Regions from separate parts of the Mus musculus genome. Here region 1 is linked to region 2. Evidence: chromatin contacts called from public Hi-C data. All regions are on one chromosome and are shown on one strand. The core of a region is the stretch at or near the end of the contact, and the rest is flanking DNA. Distances in the headings are between cores, read along the strand shown.

What was found. A called contact is a pair of places that touch in the nucleus more often than the background predicts.
Region 1: a Hi-C map of cortical neurons shows a contact between it and region 2, with 5 times the contacts expected there. The contact joins two enhancer-like sites. A contact is called at or near these places in 8 of 15 datasets of contacts at CTCF or cohesin (CD8 T cells, the G1E-ER4 cell line, the NIH/3T3 cell line and 4 more), 114 of 484 Hi-C or Micro-C datasets (3T3-L1-derived adipocytes, the AML12 cell line, B cells and 65 more), 29 of 115 datasets of contacts at active chromatin or transcription factors (the NIH/3T3 cell line, PVALB interneurons, the SCID.adh cell line and 20 more) and 3 of 9 other capture datasets (adipose tissue, liver and pancreatic islet).

The regions. Positions count from the first base shown.
Region 1 is chr6:91,277,049-91,280,128 of GRCm38.p6, reverse strand. No RefSeq gene overlaps it. Among named protein-coding and RNA genes, the nearest start is that of Fbln2, 66 kb to the right of the region's middle. Within about 2 kb of position 1,673, at least 21 of the 459 cell types and tissues checked have an H3K27ac peak or open chromatin away from gene starts, as enhancers often do. A contact at or near this core is called in cortical neurons, where this site is marked.
Region 2 is chr6:91,179,210-91,182,639 of GRCm38.p6, reverse strand. No RefSeq gene overlaps it. Among named protein-coding and RNA genes, the nearest start is that of Hdac11, 24 kb to the right of the region's middle. Within about 2 kb of position 1,694, at least 46 of the 459 cell types and tissues checked have an H3K27ac peak or open chromatin away from gene starts, as enhancers often do. A contact at or near this core is called in cortical neurons, where this site is marked.

The DNA.
Region 1 (3,080 bases), core at 424-2,923, 98 kb before region 2:
AGCACTCACAGTTCTTCATATGACTGGAGCACTTATGGATTCTCTTTGTCTGAAGGGAGCACATTTGGCTCCTCTTCCCTTGAGGAGAGCACTCCCAGATCCCCTTCCCATGAAGAGTTCTATCAGTCACGTTTCTGTTGCTGTGATAAAATACCATGACCAAGGAAGGCATGGTCATGGAAGGAAGAAGGATTACGGTTTATGGTTTCAGAGTGATGAGAGTCCCTTAGGGTAAGTATGGCAGCACTCAACAGACTGGGCGACAGAGCAGGAAGCTGAGCGATCTTATTTTCAAGCACAAACACAAAGCAGAGAGAGTGTAGAAACAGAGAAAGGAGGAGTGCTTTCAAGCTGGGAGAGGCTGAGTGCTCTCAAGCCTCCCCCTCAGTGTAGCTCCTCCCCCCTCAGTGTAGCTCCTCCCCCCTCAGTGTAGATCCTCCCCCTCAGTGTAGCTACTCCCCCCTCCGTGTAGATCCTCCCCCCTCAGTGTAGATCCTCCCATAGTTACTCCCACTAGACCACACATAGATACCTCCGCCAAACAGAGTCACCAGCTAGGGACCAAGTGTTTAAATATTTGAGCCTATAGGTGCATTTCCCATTAAAGCACCACAGGGGAGTACTTCCAACCCCTCTTCACACTGAGGGGTGCACTCCTGGCTTCTCTTCAGCCCATCTGGGTTCCCAGCATCACTACCCTTGCCCTCTGGAGCTATCTAAGAAAAGCAAAGGCCACTTTGCTGAGTATGGTGGCCGTGCCTATAACCCTAGTGCTTCAGAAGTGGAGGCAGGAGTCTCAGCTACCCAGTGAGTTCAAGGTCAGCCTGAGCCACAGAAGACTATCTTAAAACAATTAGAGAGTGAACAACAAACACAACCATTTGAATGCCAGGACTGGAATGAGACTGTAGATTCCACAACCAAAACGTCAAATGATACCTGCTTGGCTGTCATGGCAACTGATACTCCAAACATGACTGAGTGTGGAAGAATGGCATTATGTCACTCTATTTGGAAGAGGTCAGAGCCAGAAAACTAGGAATTACCTCTTTTAAATTTTTTATTTTCTTAAATTAATTTTCATTTTATGGGTATGAGTGTTTTGCTTACACGTATGTCTGTTCACCACATGTGTGCCTGGTGCCTGTGGAAGCCAGAAAACCCCCTGGAACCAGAGTTGTGAGCTACTATGTGGGCACTGGGAACTGAACCATCTTCACTTGTAAGGGGGCACTCTAAGCTCCTCTTCAAATGATGGGAGCACCTCCAGATTCTCTCCACCTGAAAGGCCTTTTCAAGTGCAGCAAGCGCTCTTACCTACTGAGCCATCTCAACATCTTATCATTCCTGTGTGTGCATGCACGCTGTGGGTAAATGTGTGCCACCTGTGTGGGTCGGAGGTTAACCCACACAGTTCTTTCCTTCTACCTAGTACCTTTACTCACTGAGCCATTGCACCAATCCCTGGATTATTTGTTTCTGGAACTTTCTCTTTAATGTTCTTGGGTGGCTGTTGATGAAGGAGAACTGGAAGGGAAGGGGAGATCTCAGTGAGAGGACTGCAGCAGCTGGGTCTCGCTGGCAATTCCCTGATGACAGAAACAGGATATCTTTTCACATGCATATCAGCCATCTGCAGGCATGCTTGCTGAGGTGTCTGCTCAGCTTTTTGCCTGCCTTGTAATTGTGTCATTTTCTATTGTTACATTTTAAGAGTCCTTTGTATGCCTTGGACAATAGTCCTTTATCAGCTATGTCATTTGCAATTATTTTCTGCCAGTCTGTGGCCTTCCTTATTCTCCTGGCTTTGGCCACCCTCATAGAATTTTAATCTTTATATGACCCTTGGTAAGCCAGGACCCTCTCTGCCCATCTCTGGGAAATAGGTTGAGCCCCTAGCACAGAACTTGAAGCACGGGGCTGCTGGGAGGCCCTGGTGAATCTGCATCTCCTCAATTTTCTTGGTGGAGAATGTTGCTCACGGACCAGGAAACCCCTGTGCCCTCACAAGTGGTTGTATACCAGGAAGACTCTCACATGTAGATATCCGTTAGTCCTAGGCGGAGCAGAGAAGTTGGCCTTAAGGTGACTATGGGTCCAGACATATGGTTTAAGTATGGACTGTTTGTTTGCTCCAAGTCAGCACTGTGGGTTCCCTCAAGAACCATCTCATTTAACCTCCAACTGTCCCCCACAGACTTCTGTCCCCAGCTCACACTAAACCGGTTCCCAAGCCCCTCTGGGTCACAATGTGACGTTTCAAAACCTCCCACACCACTGAAAACACCTTTCCCCTAAACCTACCTGCCCAAATCCATCTTGGCTCTTAATCATTGGAGTTGGGATGCAGCCACAAGAGGGCGCCCTTGCTCGCCCGTACACCAGAACTCTGCAGGATTGAAGAATCAGCAGACTCAATTTCAGGCCCCCAGACCTCCTGTGAGCCCAACTCACCGCCCCCAGAGGAGGGACTGCCCTGCCCACATCAGGACAGTTCTGTTTGTGCACAAAGAGCTTTGTAATGGCTCCGGGCTACCCTGCAGAAACCATGTGACCTTCAGAAACTCTCAAGAGAACAGCTTGACTTAGGGATCTCAGAAGAGGCCTGGGGCTTCCAGAGAAGTTCAAGGCCTAGAAACATATGTACATTTTCTCACTATTTACATGTTGCTCCAAACTTCTCTAAATGAAACGTCAAGAACCCAGGGGCCACCTGCTACCTCTGTTGCAGGAAGAACCCCGGTTAATAGCACATCCAAGTGGCTTAGGTAGAACACCCCACACACCCTGCCCACCACAGGCCAACAGCAAGTTAGCTCTGTGCCCCTCAGCCTGCCATTTTGGGAAACACATATGCAAGCTGCTGGGTACCACTTTTTGCAGGGAAGCCCTATGCCAGGACAGGTTAGAGCCTAGACACCTGCAGACAGCATGCACTCCTACACATGTGTCCTCTACAGAAGAAGCCTCACACAAGCCCATGCCCATGGTCATGCTGCCCAGGACCCCACAGCTCCAGGCCGATCCTGAGGACGACCCCTGGAAAACCCAAATCCTATGATTCATTCCCAGTCCTCAAA
Region 2 (3,430 bases), core at 445-2,944:
CATAACATGAGGAACTGTATTAAAGGGTCACAGCATTGGGAACATTGAGGACCACTGCCTTGGAAGATGAACGCCACATCCAAACCACAGCAGTCCCGTCTGCTGTCCGGTCACTGGAGCCCTGGGGTCTGAGAGACTGTCCATTGCTACTGTTGCATTTCCATTGCACTGGAAAACAGAGCTCCAGCGGGAAGCACCTGGGGTGACTGGAAGGTCAACATCTCCACTGTGAGCAGAGTTAACAGCAGAGGGTGTTTATCACTCCAATAAACCCTGGCAAGTACTTATCAAGCTAGGGAGCTCTGGGGACCATACAATGATTGAATCTGCAGGCTGCACCGGCATGGCTGTCAGCCTGCACAGCAGTTTTGGGCCAGGTAGTGAGGGCTTCCTTAAGACACTTACCTAACCTCTCCTGGAACGCTGTGCTAGTCACGAATCTACTATGCCTCCTGGGTAATATCAGTTTCTAGAGTTGTGCAGTGTGTAACCCATGCAGCTGTTCATAGCAGCTGATCTTGACACCACCAGGGTCCCTTTTCTCCTTGCCTTTCATACCAAAGACAGACTTTCTCTCCGTGGAAGGAACTGTGGTTGTTCTAAATGTAGTAACTCTATAGTCAAGGTCCCTTCTCCCATCCAGAAATGAAGATTTATAAGGACTCTGGTCCAGTCCATGTATCTCTAAACTGTAATCAAGGAGCATGTATCAGTCACACTGGGCAAGATTATGCTATGTAACAAGTTCCTTTCCTGTCCCTGGATTCAAACTGGACTCAGGTGGAAGGCTTCCTCATCCTGGGAGCTCAGAAACCCACAGTGCCCAGCACTGCTGCCTGAATTGTGTTCCCAGCACTGTGCGGGGGGAACGTGCAGGACTGGCCACCAGCTCTTAAAGCGTCCACAGGGAATTACTCAAACCACTGAGCTCACAATCCATAAAACAAGTGTCCAGCCACATCAGACCAGTCTTGAACTACACCATGCTTCTGTGACAGCAGGAGTGGCTGGGGCTGGGACCAAACTGGGACTCCAGAGAGAAACTTCCTCAAAGAAGGGACAAGGTGCCAGCTGGCCCCAGACAACTGCCCAGGCCAGCAGCCAAGGGTCAGTCAGCCTGGAGGAGAGACATCATGGAATAGCTCCCCAGCCTCTGGACCTTGTGACCAGCTGGACTCCCAAGGGACCCAAAGGGACGAGAATTCCTAGGCAGGAACAAACACACACCCCAGCTAAGGAGCAGCGTAGGTATAGCCCTCTGGCCCCTCTAGATGCTTTAGATATGGAGCCCAGGTTTGGCACTCACCTCTGGTTCTTGGGTGGCTGCATAAGGAATAATCATTAGCTTAGCATCTCTTAGGTGGCTTTTCCTGATCAGGCTTGGACCAGCCAAGCAACCTGTTCAACCTTATTATACCCACTGAGAAACTGGGCAAAGATCTGGAGCACCCCTGAGCCAAAGGGGCCACCTTTGAAGCATCTGCCCTCCCTAGGCACTCTTGGGGTTCTGGGGCCTTGGGGGTGGGGAAGCAGAGTTCCTTTAAGACAATGATGGGCGTAACCACGATCAAGCAACTGGGGAGCAGATTGGGCGGCTGCCGGCTTGTGTTTAAGTACATTCCTAAGCTACGGAGGAAGAAATAAAAGTGGTCCTTGTCTGAGAGCTGAAGAGACAGCAATACTGTGGTGTAACTAGGACCAGATGGGCTCTGAGAATTTCCAAAGGCGTTTAGCATATTAGACAAAATAGCCTTGCAGACACACGCCATAACTGTGTCTGGCTGCCTGCATATCAGTTACGGAGACAACAGACAGACCAACAGGCTGTGTCTTGGCTGGAGAATGGAGGGGATCGGCCTCTGATTGGGCCCTGCCCATTCCCCTCTGCCCAGTGTGAGCCCCCTGGCCATGGGCCCCTCACCATAGCCTGAGGACAGCAGAGTCACAATTGTGAAGGGGCCGGAAAGGCTTTGGAAGCTGCTTAGCCAGATTGGTCCAAAGGCCCACATCTTCCACTGACATACTTATCGTGGCATGGGGAGTCTATGTTCTCCAGGGGAACTCTGAGGTAGAGCAAGCATAGCAGCTCTAAGACACCTGGGCTCTTCCGCTCTGGCCAGAAACCCATCAGTGGGTCAGAGCCTACCACTGAGCAGGCATAGGAATAAAGGCCCCTGACATCAGGGGTGCCTCAAAGCCAGACCACTGCATTTGTGAAGATTTCCAGGCAGTGCTAGCTATAAGGATGGCCCTCCCACTCCAAACAGGATATTCTTGGTCCATACAGTAAGAACCGAGTCCTTGCAGTGTGGTGTGCCCAGGTGGCCATGAGGGAAAGCCCAGCCTCTGCCTCCCTGAATCAGTCTCCTGTTGGGTTTCTAGTGCCTGCTTGGGGCAAGGCTCCCTGTCTCTCTGGGTCTCAGGTCCCCATCTGCAGATTGTCCTCATTTGCTTTCTGTCACTACGATAAAACAACCTGAGGAAGAGAAGGTTTATTTCAGCTTACAGGCCACAGCCCATCACCGAGGGAAGTCGGGACAGACACTCGAGGCAAGAACTGAAGCAAAGACCACGGAGGAGTGTTGCTGACTGGCTTTCTCAGCCTGCTTTCTCATATGGTGTACGCCCATCCGCCCAGGAGGGGCGCCACACACAGTAAGCTGGGCCCGCCCACACCTATAGGCCCCAGAGATTCGTCTACAGATCAGTCTGATGGGGAAGACTCCTCAGTTGAGCGCCATCTTCCCGAGTGACTTTAGTTTGAACCAAGTTGACAAAAACTAACTAGCATAGAGGTTTAGGGTCTTGTCCTGACCCTTGCCCTATCCTTGAGTTGCTTTGGAAATGCAGCAGCTAGAGCCCTGCCCTCAAGAAATACAGACCATAGTGGGAAGATAGATGCAGTCTATGGCCCAGCACCCAGCACAGGGCCTGGCATCTCTGTACTGAGAGGAGCAAGGGCCAGCAATTTACTGTCAGTGACCTAGGCTGTCGGTGACAGTAAGAGCTGGTGTCCAATGCAGTTTTGGTGCCCAAATGGGTTTGCTCACCCGTCAACCTAGCACTTACATGACCCCATTTTACAAATGGGAAAACTGAGGCACCAAGTGTTCTCTCACTTGCCTGAAGGACTTGAGCCTGCTGCCACCTACCTGTCATACACATCCGTTGCTCACCTGCTTCTGAAAGGGAGCCGCTGCCTTGGGACAAGCTACTGTCTTGGGACAAGTGGTGTGAATGGTGGACTCTGAGTGGGGTGGCAGCGGCACCTGGGGTGAGGGACCTAGGCTGAAGCTTTGCCTGCCTGGTTTCTACCATCAAGTCACACCTGGAAATGAAGATGCTAACACACCTACATTGGTGAGGTCTGGAGTTGGGGTGAAGTGGGGACTGAGGCCCAGACAGTGATGGCATTTGCTCACAGTGGTTA